2 separate regions of the Mus musculus genome follow, and region 1 is linked to region 2. The links are chromatin contacts, called in public HiChIP or PLAC-seq maps. All regions are on one chromosome and are shown on one strand. The core of a region is the stretch at or near the end of the contact, and the rest is flanking DNA. Distances in the headings are between cores, read along the strand shown. Region 1 overlaps Fam107b (family with sequence similarity 107, member B). Region 2 overlaps Hspa14 (heat shock protein 14).

Region 1 (5,630 bases), core at 1,130-3,629, 230 kb after region 2:
ACCATGTGGTGGTATAGTCCATTGCCCATTATTTTCTTCAGTAGTCAGTTGAGCTTTTTTGATGTTTATGAACATGTATAACCAGACTTTTTAGGAAAGGCAAGGCATTAATAAACTTACAAAGGAGTGGTGCTAGAGAGAAAGCTCAGTGGCTTACCTCCCTTCAAAGGATTAAGTTTAGTTCTCACAACCTATGTTGGGTGAGTCACAGCTCCAGAGGATCTAATTCCTTCTGGCTTCTATGGATACCAGCACACAAGGCACATATACACATAGAGCATGCCTGCACACACATGATATACATAAATAAAATTATTTTCAAAAGGGGAGAATGATGGGCTTGAGAGATGGCTCAGCTGGTGAAGTACATGCGAACCTGAATGTGAGACCCAGAACCCATACAAAATCCCAGAGTGCCCTGCATGTCTGGAATCCCAGTGCAGGGGAAACAGGAAAAGGAAGATAATGGGTGCTCACTGGCCAGCCAGTCTAGCTGATTTGATGAGCTCCAGGCTCACTCTAAATATAAGTAAGGTAGATGGTGATTATGAAAGACACCTGACATCAGCCTCTGGCCTTCTCATATACCTGAGTGCACACAGAACCATGTAGGCACTCACTCACACATATACATACATACATACATACATACATACATACATACATACAGAGAGAGAATGAATGAATGATAAAGATGACTTCTTCCAAAACATAGGAGAAATGGCAGTTTTCAGCTTGAGTCTTACGTGGTTTGGAAAGATGGACCACTGCCATGTTTCCAGAGTAGAGAGTACTCCTTTTAAAGGACAGTGTCACAGCAACTGAAATTGGCTCACTCTCCAAGCAAGCTACACGCTGCCACTACAGTCAGATCTGGGGATACCCTCAGCATTTGATGGGCATGGAAATATATTGGTTCCTCCTGTGTGGATGATCATTCTCTTGGTATACCATAGCGTGCTTCTGGAAACCACATTATGACAAGGATCATCATCACAACGGTTCTAAGAGTTGGGCATTCCTCCCACAGTGCCTTAAGTAAAGACCATGCTTTTGACTGTGCAGTTGGTGTCAAGTAAATCTTGGCTCTGACCATAAGGTATTGAAAAAAGATGAAACCTGGAATGATAGAAGATTTTGACATTGTAAAGTGATGCTAACAAAAGCCACAGAAAGCAGGAGGCCATCTGATTTAATCCATTTTTGAGGGGGTTGGGCAATGGTGGGCAATCTAATGCTTAGATGTTTAGGGAGCCTTCCCGAGACTGCACAACTAGTGGTGGTTGCTTGGAGTCTAAACTCACAGTAGAAAAACACCCTAATACCTAATGTTTATGTGAATACTAAATGATATAGGACTATAACTAACGTGTCTTCACTAAAGCAGAAACATTCCATAATCACCAGCTCACAAATACTTGATCATACTAACAACAGTGGTCCTGCCTCTCTTCCTCTCTTACTATTTTAATGTCTTTTTTTTTTTGTTGTTTTTGTTGAAGGAATACAGTATTTTATTGCCCCAAAACATTCTTTCCAGGGCCTTCTGTGTACCCTGAAGAGCTGTATGAATTTTTTTTTTAATTGGTAATTTCTCCCAGCTTTTAAAAAGGCATTGCATGAGCTTTGGGCTGCTAGCTGCTTCAAGTTTCCTAGAAAATGTCTAGGTATATTTGGACGGATAGTATGTTTTAATAAGTATCTTGAGCCAACTCACATGCAAAAGAAAAAAAAAGAAACAAATCGTTCCTTTGATCATTTCTATTTCATAAAATCACTACATAGTCTTTAAATACTTGAACAGTCACCAGGAAATTGACTTGGGAGCCACCAGGGAATTGCTCATCCCTTTCTTTTCCCTACACTGGGCAGTTCTAGACCTGAGGCTTTCTGAAGGTACCTCTGGGGAAGTGTGTGGATGGTAGGTGGGGAGGAATTCAGGCCCTAAGTCACCCACTCTGGTGAGAGGGAGGGAGAGAAAAGGTGTCTGGTGCCGACTTCCTGAGGTTAGCCTTAGTTCCTTGAGGCAGCGAAGGCTGCAGTCACCCCTTCCCTGTGCAGCACAGGAAGCTCAGAGAGCTTGCCCCAGAGCTGTTCATTAGACTAGTTAACCGTGTTACCAGAGCGCTCCAGGATCAGATGGAGAACAGCATCCACTCGGATACGGTTTGTTCTCTGATCCATGATTCATACAGTTTGTGGTAAAATAGAAACACGCTTGGCTTTGCAGCAGCACTCCTTAGATGTGCCCAGAGAACGCTTGTTTGCTTTCAGTGCCCCTAAATTACAATTCTTTGTGCACTTCCTGTTTCACAGTTAATGGCTGAGATCTGTGACTCTAGCAACACTGTTGTTTTTCACTCCAGTCCGTTTCTGCTAGAAACTACGCAGCCTGTGTACTGTCTGGAACATGTTGCACGCATGTGCTTTGAGAAGAACAGCATGCATAGCTGACTAATTTCAAAAACAGCCTATTTATAGTCCTTCAGAGTAATTGTCAGACACTTGGTCTGTGCGCTTTTGCTCACGTCATGTGGATCAACATGGCTTTTTAAATGGAGATAAATTGTTTTTTATGTGTGGGTGATTCATTTGATACTTCTCTATAAATTCATACCCCAACTGTGTCTCTGAAGTGTGTCACTGCAGTAATAGCCCAGGGAGGAGTTTTCAACAATTAGCATTGGATTCAATATGAGATGGTGCTTTAGAGAACTTACAACTCTGTGTGTGTGTGTGTGTGTGTGTGTGTGTGTGTGTGTGTGTATGTGTGTGTGTGTGTAGAAAAGGGAGGGAGGGAGAGAGGGCTGGAGGGAGACTATAGTGTCTGTATATGGGTGTGGAGACCAGAGGAGGATTCTGAAACTCCCTAATGTATTCGTATGCCCTTGACATAGTCTCTTACTGAGCCTGAGCTAGCCTGATAGTGAGTGAGCCCCAGCAACACACTTGCCTCTCCTTCCACTGAACCCCAGAGTGCCTGGGATACAGGGATATGCATGGCCACCTGGCTGGATACAGGGATATGCATGGCCACCTGGCTGGATACAGGGATATGCATGGCCACCTGGCTTCTCAGTGTCCTCATGCTTCATCTCTCCCTAGCTCTTACTTTATAAAACGTGCTGAAGCTGTGGAGTCACACAGGACCTAAAGGACTCTCGTCCTTGACCTCTAACTTACAACAGCATTGTTGGCTGTCACACATGGTCTTGCCTTATCATACCTAGCCCATGTGCTTGCCACCACAGAGAATACAAACAGGAACAGGAAACGGAAGTCACTAGTTACTGAGCTGGTGATGGTTTTATTGCGAGGAAGAAATGATGAAGTTTGAAATTCTGTGTGGAAGAATCAGGTTCCTGTTTATCTTGTAGAAAGTCTAAAACATATTAGGTATTAGAAATAGTTTCTCATATTATATACAAAAGCCTCGGCATTTGTTTACACGGTTGAGAACTTTCTTTGCTGTTTCTCCATTTTGACTTTTAGGGCCGAGAGACACCCTGTGGTTGAATATATTTGTGAGGTTTTTGTAAATAAATATAAGAGAAATGTGTTTTTGTAGATAAACATGAGAATAAAACATGAGTTGTTCTCATGGTGGGTGACTGAGACATCTCAAACATCACCGTAGCCCTAGTCTTGCAGGCTTGTGACATCACTTATTGGTTCTAACAGCGCACAAGAGAGAGTAAGAACTTGATGTTGCCTAGAACTGGGTGTTATGTGAGATGCCCTTTTCCCTCATGAACTCAGGAGTTCTCATCTTTGCTTTCTGCCCCTCAATGAGCTGGCAGGTAAAGTGTAGGCACCATGTCTATGTGTAGGTGCCAGTAGCACCCTCCTTGTGTATTTCCCCAGGATGGTGTCATGATGTGACTTCGTACATGACTGTTGACGTGGCTGTCCAATGGCATGAGACTTTTGATCTCATTGGTACTCAAGAGAATTTGTCTCAGATTTGGGCTCTTGTGCTTTAAGCAGTGGTAGAATAGAGATAAGAGGGGCAGAGGGCTCAGGCTGGAGCTTTGGGATCATCTTTGCTAGGGTTTCTGTTGCTGTGATGAAGCACATGACCAAAAACCAACTGAGGAGGAAAGGGTTTGTTGGGCCTATCCTTCCAGCTTGCTGTTCATCATCAAATGAAGCCAGGACAGGAACCTGGAGGCAGGAGCTAATGCAGAGGCCATGGACTGATGCTGCCTACTGCCTTGCTCCCATGGCCTGCTCAGCTTTTCTCCTCCCCCAATAACCCAGGACCACCCACAGGGAGCTGAGCCTTCAACCATGAATCAAGAAAATGTCCTGCCAGGCAGTGGTGGCATATGCCTTTAATCCCAGCACTTGGGAGGCAGAGGCAGGCGGAATTCTGAGTTCAAGGCCAGCCTGGTCTACAGAGTGAGTTCCCTAACAGCCAGGGCTACACAGAAAAACCCTGCCATGAAAAACCAAAAAAAAAAAAAAAAAAAAAAAAAGAAAGAAAGAAAGAAAGAAAGAAAGAAAAAGAAAAAAGAAACTGGCCCACAGCAGGCTGGCCCACAGCCTGATCTCATGTTCTTAGTTGAGGTTCTCTCCTCTTAGATGATGTTAGCTTGTGTGACATAAATCTCTCCAGCATAAAAGCTAATTGAAGAATGGAGGGGACACCTCTCGGCATAAAAGTGTGGGTGGCTGTTAGTTTGGGCTGCTAGATGTTGAGTGTCTTAAGTGACCATCATTCCCTTCTTATTTAGAGGCAGAGAATGCCAGGATGAAGGCACTGTCAGGGTCAGAGTTAGGAAGGGCCTGCATTCAGGTTTATGGATACTTCTTGCTATATCCTGACATGGCAGAGAGGAAAAGTAAAACACTTTTCTTCATCCCTTCTCCAAGGGTGTGAATTCATCACAAGGGCTCGACTCTGCATTTCCTTCACAATGTCCCACTTCCAAATACTATGGCATTTTGGCTTAGGGTTCAAAAGGATAGATTTAGGAGTGACACAAGAGACGATCTGTGGTGTAACCAAAGCGATCAGTGGTTTACACTCCAAGGGAAGGTGGCAAGGTTGGTTCTGAGATACAAGGAGGTGTTCTGCAGAGAAGGGAGGTCTTCAGGGGTCCAGGATGGATGTGGAGGTGAAGGGTTGGGAGTGGGAATGGGAGAAGGAACAGTGTTGGTAGAGGTCAGGAATCTAGCACATAACCAACCAGAACTGGTCACCCAAAGCCAGGAGAGCACTGAAGCTGAGAGGTGACCTTGTCTAGGGTGTTTGCTGTTTCTCACAGGCCTGCTACTTGAGAAGTGTTTGCTGGTTGAGAGTAGCACTATGCTCAAGCAAGTGAGATCCAGGGTCCCGTGTTAGTGGCAGGCGGAGAGCAGGAAAGAAACTAGCACAGGGTCAGTATTTGTCCAGGCTTGAGTGATTAGTCCAGGTATTGTTAGTAACAGCGTCTTTGTGCACTCTTAAAGCAGTGATGTGAATGTAGTTGTTAAATACAGACACCCAGCGTGCATGCACATGGTTGCAGAGAGATACTCATTGCGTGTGTGAGTGAAGATTTGTCCCACAGGGGCTTCTGTGGTGTGTTGACCGTCATTGGAGAGACCTGGTTGTTCTCTTTGCATATTTACTGTTTGAATTCTAA
Region 2 (6,516 bases), core at 539-3,038:
GAGAAGGCTCAGCTGTTAAAAGTGTCAGAACTGAGTTCAGTTCCTCTATGTCTTAGTCAGGGTTTCTATTCCTGTACAAACATCATGACCAAGAAGCAAGTTGGGGAGGAAAGGGTTTATTCAGCTTACACTTCCATACTGCTGTTCATCACCAAAGGAAGTCAGGACTGGAACTCAAGCAGGTCAGGAAGTAGGAGCTGATGCAGAGGCCATGGAGGGATGTTCTTTACTGGCTTGCTTCCCCTGGCTTGCTCAGCCTGCTCTCTTATAGAACCCAAAGACTATCAGCCCAGAGATGGCACCACCCACAAGGGGCCCTTCCCCCTTGATCACTAATTGAGAAAATGCCCCACAGTTGGATCTCATGGAGGCATTTCCTCAACTGAAGCTCCTTTCTCTGTGATAACTCCAGCTTGTGTCAAGTTGACACAAAACCAGCCAGTACACTCTATAAGAGGCTGAGCTACCTCCCCAGCCACAGAAATCTTAAACAAAGAAAAGGAAAAGAAAAAAAATAAATAAAAGGACAAGTTTAAATTGTCAAAATAAACCAAGGAAGAAACCCTTGAAGTGAAATCTTGATCAAACTGGACTGGATACTCACCTCTGGAACTCCGAAGCCAGGTACTGTGCTAAGGTGTCTGTGAAATGTGCGCCCCCTATGTTGTCACTGGTGTTTGTGGAAAGGACCCGATACATCCCACTGTTAACTTCCATGACACTGAGCGATAAGGACGTTCCTCCAAGCTTAAACACCAAAACATTGCTTCAAGAGAGAAAAAAATGGGTAAAGCATCTGAGAATCACATCATCTTAAAGCCAGACTGTACTTTTGAAGCCATTCGTTTGAATTGTTTATGAGGGCTGGAGAGGTGGCTCAGCAGGTAAGAGCACTGGCTGCTTTTCCAGAGGACCAGGGTTCAATTCCCAGCAACCGCAGTGTGGCTCACAACTATCTGTAATGGGATCAGATGCTATCTTCAGGCATGCAGGTGTACATGCAGAAAAAGTGCTCATATACATGAAAAAATAAATTAAATGATAATGAAGAAAGTCTACAGCCCAGATGAGTCATCGGCTTGTCTCCAGTCACCCGTGCTGGACCAAGCCTTGAACTTACAATCTTCTGAAACTAAATGAAAGCTCCTTTCAGTCAGTTAACTGGAGAATCTATTTTTCTGAGTGACTAGGTTTGAAAACACTAAGTTTTCAAAGTAAATCAAACAAGGATTTCATGATTATTATAAATCTGAAAGGAATTAAATACAGCTATCCTGTAAATATTTTATAAGTTAATACAACATAGCTTATGGATCCAACCCAGGACAGTAGAAACCAGCTCCCCCATCATGTATTTAAATATATATCAGGACTCATAATTTCTAATATTTTTACATTAATCTGTTTACCTCAAAATAATTTCCTAGTGATTTATACACATTAGTTTCTTTGACCATGAGATATTTGGACAGGGTCTAACTATTTGGAAAGGTTAACACTGTATCTAAATGAATTTCTCTAACGTGTGGTCATCAACTCTGTTAACGTAACACCAGCTGTCTCTAAACAACATGTCTAAACACTGGGAGTGAAATCAATGGTGGGAGTACTCCACAATTAGCCAATCTCCACAACGAAATGAGATGACAGGAGACACTCAGCCTCTCCTTCCCTGCTTTCCCATCTCCGCTGCTCAGCATGACGGGAGGCGAGAATTTCCTGTGTGAAGGTTGGCACCACGTGGCTGGGCTGCCAGAGTCCTACTGAAAGCCGGAGATCTGGGGTTTACCTCTTCCCGGTAGGGTGGTCTTGTCCAATCCCATAAGCAAGGAGAGCTGCAGACGGCTCATGGATCAGCCGCAGCACGTTAAATCCAGCAGCTCCAGCCGCCTCCCTGCAAACAATTTGCTCTCAGTGAATTGTGGGTCACAACATACCCAGCCCTGCACTTGTAGCTGTGCTGAAGGGCTCATGCTCTGGCAAACGATCCTCCAGAAGACACAGCTCGGGAAAGCAGAACCCGTGGAAAGGAAGTGACTAGAACCGACTTCCTGTCTAAAAATGCACTGTTCAGAGCCAGTGTTTTCTATAAAATGGTTTGCATTTATATTGAGTAAGAAAAAAACCCCAACAACCTGTTAGAGCTATGGGTGGTTTAGTCAGTAAATAGGCCTTCTACCCAAGCCTGAGGGTCTAGCTTTGAATCTCCAGCACCCACATAAAACAAAGGTGTGGGGGTGCGTGCCTGTAACTTCAGTGCTGGGGCCGGGTGTGTCACACGCACATATGCATTTGCATGATCAAGTCAGGTGGCAGGGCAGGATCCTTGATAACCAGACAGCCCAGGAAAGTGGTAAGCGCCAGGATCAGTGAGAGAGCCTTTCTCACGAGATAAATAAGGTAGAGTGACAGAGGATACCTGTCGGGCCCTCTGGCCTCCCAAGTCCCAGCAGATGCATATGCAACACACATGTGCAGATACACACAAACAGAAAGAAATGCAAAACATAGCTCTCCAAAGGATCTTTTTTTTTTTTAAGGTTCACTTCTTCTGGGCAGTCTCTAGGCCCTGAAAGTCTAGGAGCAGTACCTGGCCTCCATGTTGCTCAGAACATTCTCCTGACTCAATGAGCACACTGTCAGGATTAGAGTTAGCTCTGGGAGGTCAGAGCCACACCCATGCACCCCTGTGCACTGTACCTGAATACACTGGACCTTATGAGGTAAAAAACATCAGTAATTTTTGACTGAATAAAGAAATCGAATATACGCCCATGATTATAAAGTTTAGGAAGTAATAAAATGTCTGGAACATTATGGAAATGTTCAATTTCTTTCCTTTGGGCACACAGCAGTTTTCTGCTTACCAAAGCACAGGTAGAACTGTACAGAGTAGAGTAAGGACCCGCAAGCTAAGAATCGCATCGCATGACACCTGTGAGGGCAGAATCTATGTTCTTTGGTTTCGATGTTAAACTGAAATAATAGTCTAGTTTCAGAAATCCTTTCCCAAAGTCTGTCATTTAGACAAAAGCCAGCATCCGCTCAGGGACTTAGGAAAATAACTTCTACCCAATAAAAAGAAGTGGCTCCTTATCTCGGGCTCTTCCATTGACATAGCCCGTAATAGCACATCAAGGTCTACGCTGGCTTCTAGGCTCTGTCACACACTTCAAAGCTGGCTCATGGGGTCCCTTCCTCTCAGGCACACGTTTCCCTTAAAGCCTTGGGAATCCCCTCCTTCCCTCTGCTTTTCCCAGGGACAACCTCAATGGTTCCGAATAAACTTCCCTCTTACCTATGAAGCTGCTATTTTGGTTTCTTTACAGCACCCATTTCATTCAATAATTATTTTTTTTTTTAAAAAACAACATTCTTATGTATTTCCCATATAAGCCTCAACGACATGAGACAGGCAAAATGATGCCTGAACAACAGTTTAATAACCTGGTAGTAAAACAGCTCCCATCATAACAGCAAGAGGGCACACAACATCAATGACATTACCATGAGATACTTACAATACCATGAAATAATGTGCTGCCTAAGCTATGTCCAAAGATAGCGTCATATTCTATTACTGAGTGTAATCTGTATTTTAACTAACCATGTTAAGACAGTTACACTTACCCCAGAGCAGACTTCTGCTTTTCTCCAAAGTCAAATGGGACAGTGACAACCACGTCATTTGCATCTGAGCCCAGGACAGAATGCGCTGTTTCTGTACATTCAAGAGCAAACACAAATACATGTATCGTGATGACACATGCTAAGCAATAAAGCTCTTCCTAGCTTCCTAAGCCTGAGATTTTCTCACCAGAGGTCCAGGTTCTGCCGCCCCTCCACTCCCTCCTGTGGCCCTTGGGTTATTCAGTGATTCCTGTGGGTCTCATGATGGATGATGGACACGGGCCAGGTACTGTCCAAGAGCTTGGCTCTTCAGCTTTGGGCTATCAAAAATCTACATGAGACTGGGTCCAGAGAACTAGTTCCAAATTCATTTATGAGACGAGACCCTTTGTAAGGACTACCTTGCCTCTCAAGATTCCTCGGGAGGCAGAGGCAGGCAGAGTTCTGAGTTCAAGGCCAGCCTGGTCTACAGAGTGAGTTCCAGGACAGCCACGGCTACACAGAGAAACCCTGTCTCAAAACAAAAACAAAAACAAAAAAAAAAGTGTTTCTCTGAGTAGCCCTGGCTGTCCTAGAACTTACGGTATAGACCAGGCTGGTCTCGAACTCCCACATGAGCCACCACCTGGGAATTAGGACTCTTAACTGGCAGACTCTAGGTAAATATCCCCAAGTTTAAAACAAAACTGAGGGGGGCTGGTAAGATAGCTTAGTGGTTAAGAGCACTGACTGCTCTTCCAAAGATCCTGAGTTCAAATCCCAGCAACCACATGGTGGCTCACAACCATCTGTAATGAGATCTGATACTCTCTTCTGGAGTGTCTGAAGACAGCTACAGTGTACTTACATATAATAAATAAATAAATAAATAAATAAATAAATAAATAAAATTAAAAAACAAACAAACAAACAAACAAAAAAAACCCTGAAATTGTATATAGCCCTGATCCCAGGCATTTCAGGCATGACCTGTCCTTACAGGGAAGGTTAAGGTCAGACCCAAGCAAAGTCTAACTGCTAACTCGTGGAATCGCTCATTGTTTCTCCTCAAATCTTTGTGTGTGTGTGTATGTGTGTGTGTGTGTAACTCAAGTAGGCCAAAATGGGCAGCCAGCAGGCCCCAAGCATACATCTGTCTCCAGCTCCTCAGCACTGGGAACTGCTGTCCCCACTCTTTTAAGGGATCATTTAAAGTTATCAGTCAGGTGTTGGAGAGGTGGCTCAGTGGTTAAGGACATGCACTGGTTTCCCAGAGGACCTGAGTTCAATTCCCAGCACCCACCTCAAGCAGCTCACAACTGCTTCTAATTCCAGTTTCAGGGGATGTTTCTAACCTCAGGCAATGCACAGATACAGACACATACACAGGTACATGTAAATAAATAATAAATATTTTTAAGAAATTGCAAAACAAAATAAAGTAAGTTATTAACTTCTGTGCAGTACCTTTCATTTTACTGAATATCAGTCTGGCAACATCTTCTGGATTAACAAGTTTTGTTTCTTCTCCTGTATCTATTTCATACCGCAACTTCCCATTTTTCTCAATGACCTAAAAAAATTATAATTATACCAAATATAGAATAATTTAAATAAAACTTTAGATGAGTCTCAGTTTAACACTCTATGTCATGACTGTTAGTAATTAATCTTTGAATAAGGGGGAGAGAGTAAAGGAACCATACTTACTAAGCATTTACTTTCTGAGATGTATTTCTGAGCTTGTGGATCTGCAGAGCTGTTCATGGGGAAATATAAAGATATCTCAGCATTAAAAAATTAATATTGTAGACACATAAGGTGAAGTCTGTACTTTTCACCCCACTGGACAGATAAAGAATATGCCAACAAAATTATTAAGCTGCTCAATAACTCAGAAGCTTGAATTCAATGGAGGGTTTACAACAGCTGTAATTCTTACTCATCATATTTGAAAGTATTAATTTTCTTGTTCAGACCTTGAATTTGAACACAGTCAATGATTCTTTTTTTTTTTTTTTTTTTTTTTTTCTTTGAGACAGGGTTTCTCTGTGTAGCCCTGGCTGTCCTGGAACTCACTCTGTAGACCAGGCTGGCTTCAAACTCAGAAATCCACCTGCCTCTGCCTCCCAAGTGCTGGGATTAAAGGCGTGCGGCACCACGCCCGGCACAGTCAATGATCTTATACCCTCCATTTTCATACCTACAATCCTGAAGACCCAACCAACTGAGATACAAAGGAATTTTGTAACACTAAACTCACATTTGTTGCTTGGTTTTTAAAATTAATGCCCAACACCAAATTGAGCAAAAGTATGAGCACTGTATATAGAAAGCTGTACTCTAGGTATACATACACTAAGAATTATAGACTAATGCCTCAAATAAAATACCAAATAACTAAAGGTATGAAATAAAAAAAATGGGCATATTACTAAGATGTTAATACCAATGGATGCAACTGTCACTATTTTCCAACTTACCACCCATCTAGACCTTATAATACCGAGTGGGACTGCATTACTAGGCGTGCATCATTTTAGACACAGGTACAGAGGGGCTTACACTGGGGTGTGCCAGGAGTCACTTACAGGCTAACAGGGACAAAGCCAGGACTGGACCCCAGCTATACCTCAGCAGCCTTCTGCTAACATGGTAAATGACCACTCTAATTCTGTTCCCCAAAGAACTCTGATCCTTGGCTTAATTTCACAGTGACTAAAATGCAAGTCAGCACCTTTCTAGTAGACTCCCAAGGAGCTGTGGCCTTTCTCTACAGAGTCCTAAAAATTTAATAGGAGCTGAAAATTAATAGTGGACAACAGAGGGCCAGGAGTCATTTGAGAACCTTGACCTCTGCCATCTAAGAATAGGCTCATTTGGTTTAGAACTCTGGAATCACATGCA

Evidence for each region. HiChIP or PLAC-seq counts read pairs in DNA pulled down with a chosen protein or histone mark.
Region 1: an H3K4me3 HiChIP or PLAC-seq map of bone marrow-derived macrophages shows a contact between it and region 2, with 2.7 times the contacts expected there. The contact joins two enhancer-like sites. A contact is called at or near these places in 13 of 39 promoter capture datasets (the 3T3-L1 cell line, 3T3-L1-derived adipocytes, the HPC-7 cell line and 8 more), 1 of 15 datasets of contacts at CTCF or cohesin (large pre-B cells), 5 of 484 Hi-C or Micro-C datasets (the HPC-7 cell line, hematopoietic stem and progenitor cells, pancreatic cancer cells and 2 more), 4 of 115 datasets of contacts at active chromatin or transcription factors (the 230-238 cell line, bone marrow-derived macrophages, embryonic fibroblasts and 1 more) and 2 of 9 other capture datasets (adipose tissue and liver).

What each region holds. Positions count from the first base shown.
Region 1 is chr2:3,724,547-3,730,176 of GRCm38.p6, forward strand. All of the region lies in intron 1 of Fam107b (family with sequence similarity 107, member B), which reads left to right. Among named protein-coding and RNA genes, the nearest start is that of Fam107b, 14 kb to the left of the region's middle. Within about 2 kb of position 2,380, at least 209 of the 459 cell types and tissues checked have an H3K27ac peak or open chromatin away from gene starts, as enhancers often do. A contact at or near this core is called in bone marrow-derived macrophages and hematopoietic stem and progenitor cells, where this site is marked.
Region 2 is chr2:3,497,418-3,503,933 of GRCm38.p6, forward strand. It overlaps Hspa14 (heat shock protein 14), which reads right to left. Exons shown (of 14, transcript NM_015765.2): 4 at 5,320-5,368; 5 at 5,077-5,182; 6 at 3,631-3,721; 7 at 1,790-1,894; 8 at 605-766. Among named protein-coding and RNA genes, the nearest start is that of Hspa14, 12 kb to the right of the region's middle. Within about 2 kb of position 1,789, at least 10 of the 459 cell types and tissues checked have an H3K27ac peak or open chromatin away from gene starts, as enhancers often do. A contact at or near this core is called in bone marrow-derived macrophages and hematopoietic stem and progenitor cells, where this site is marked.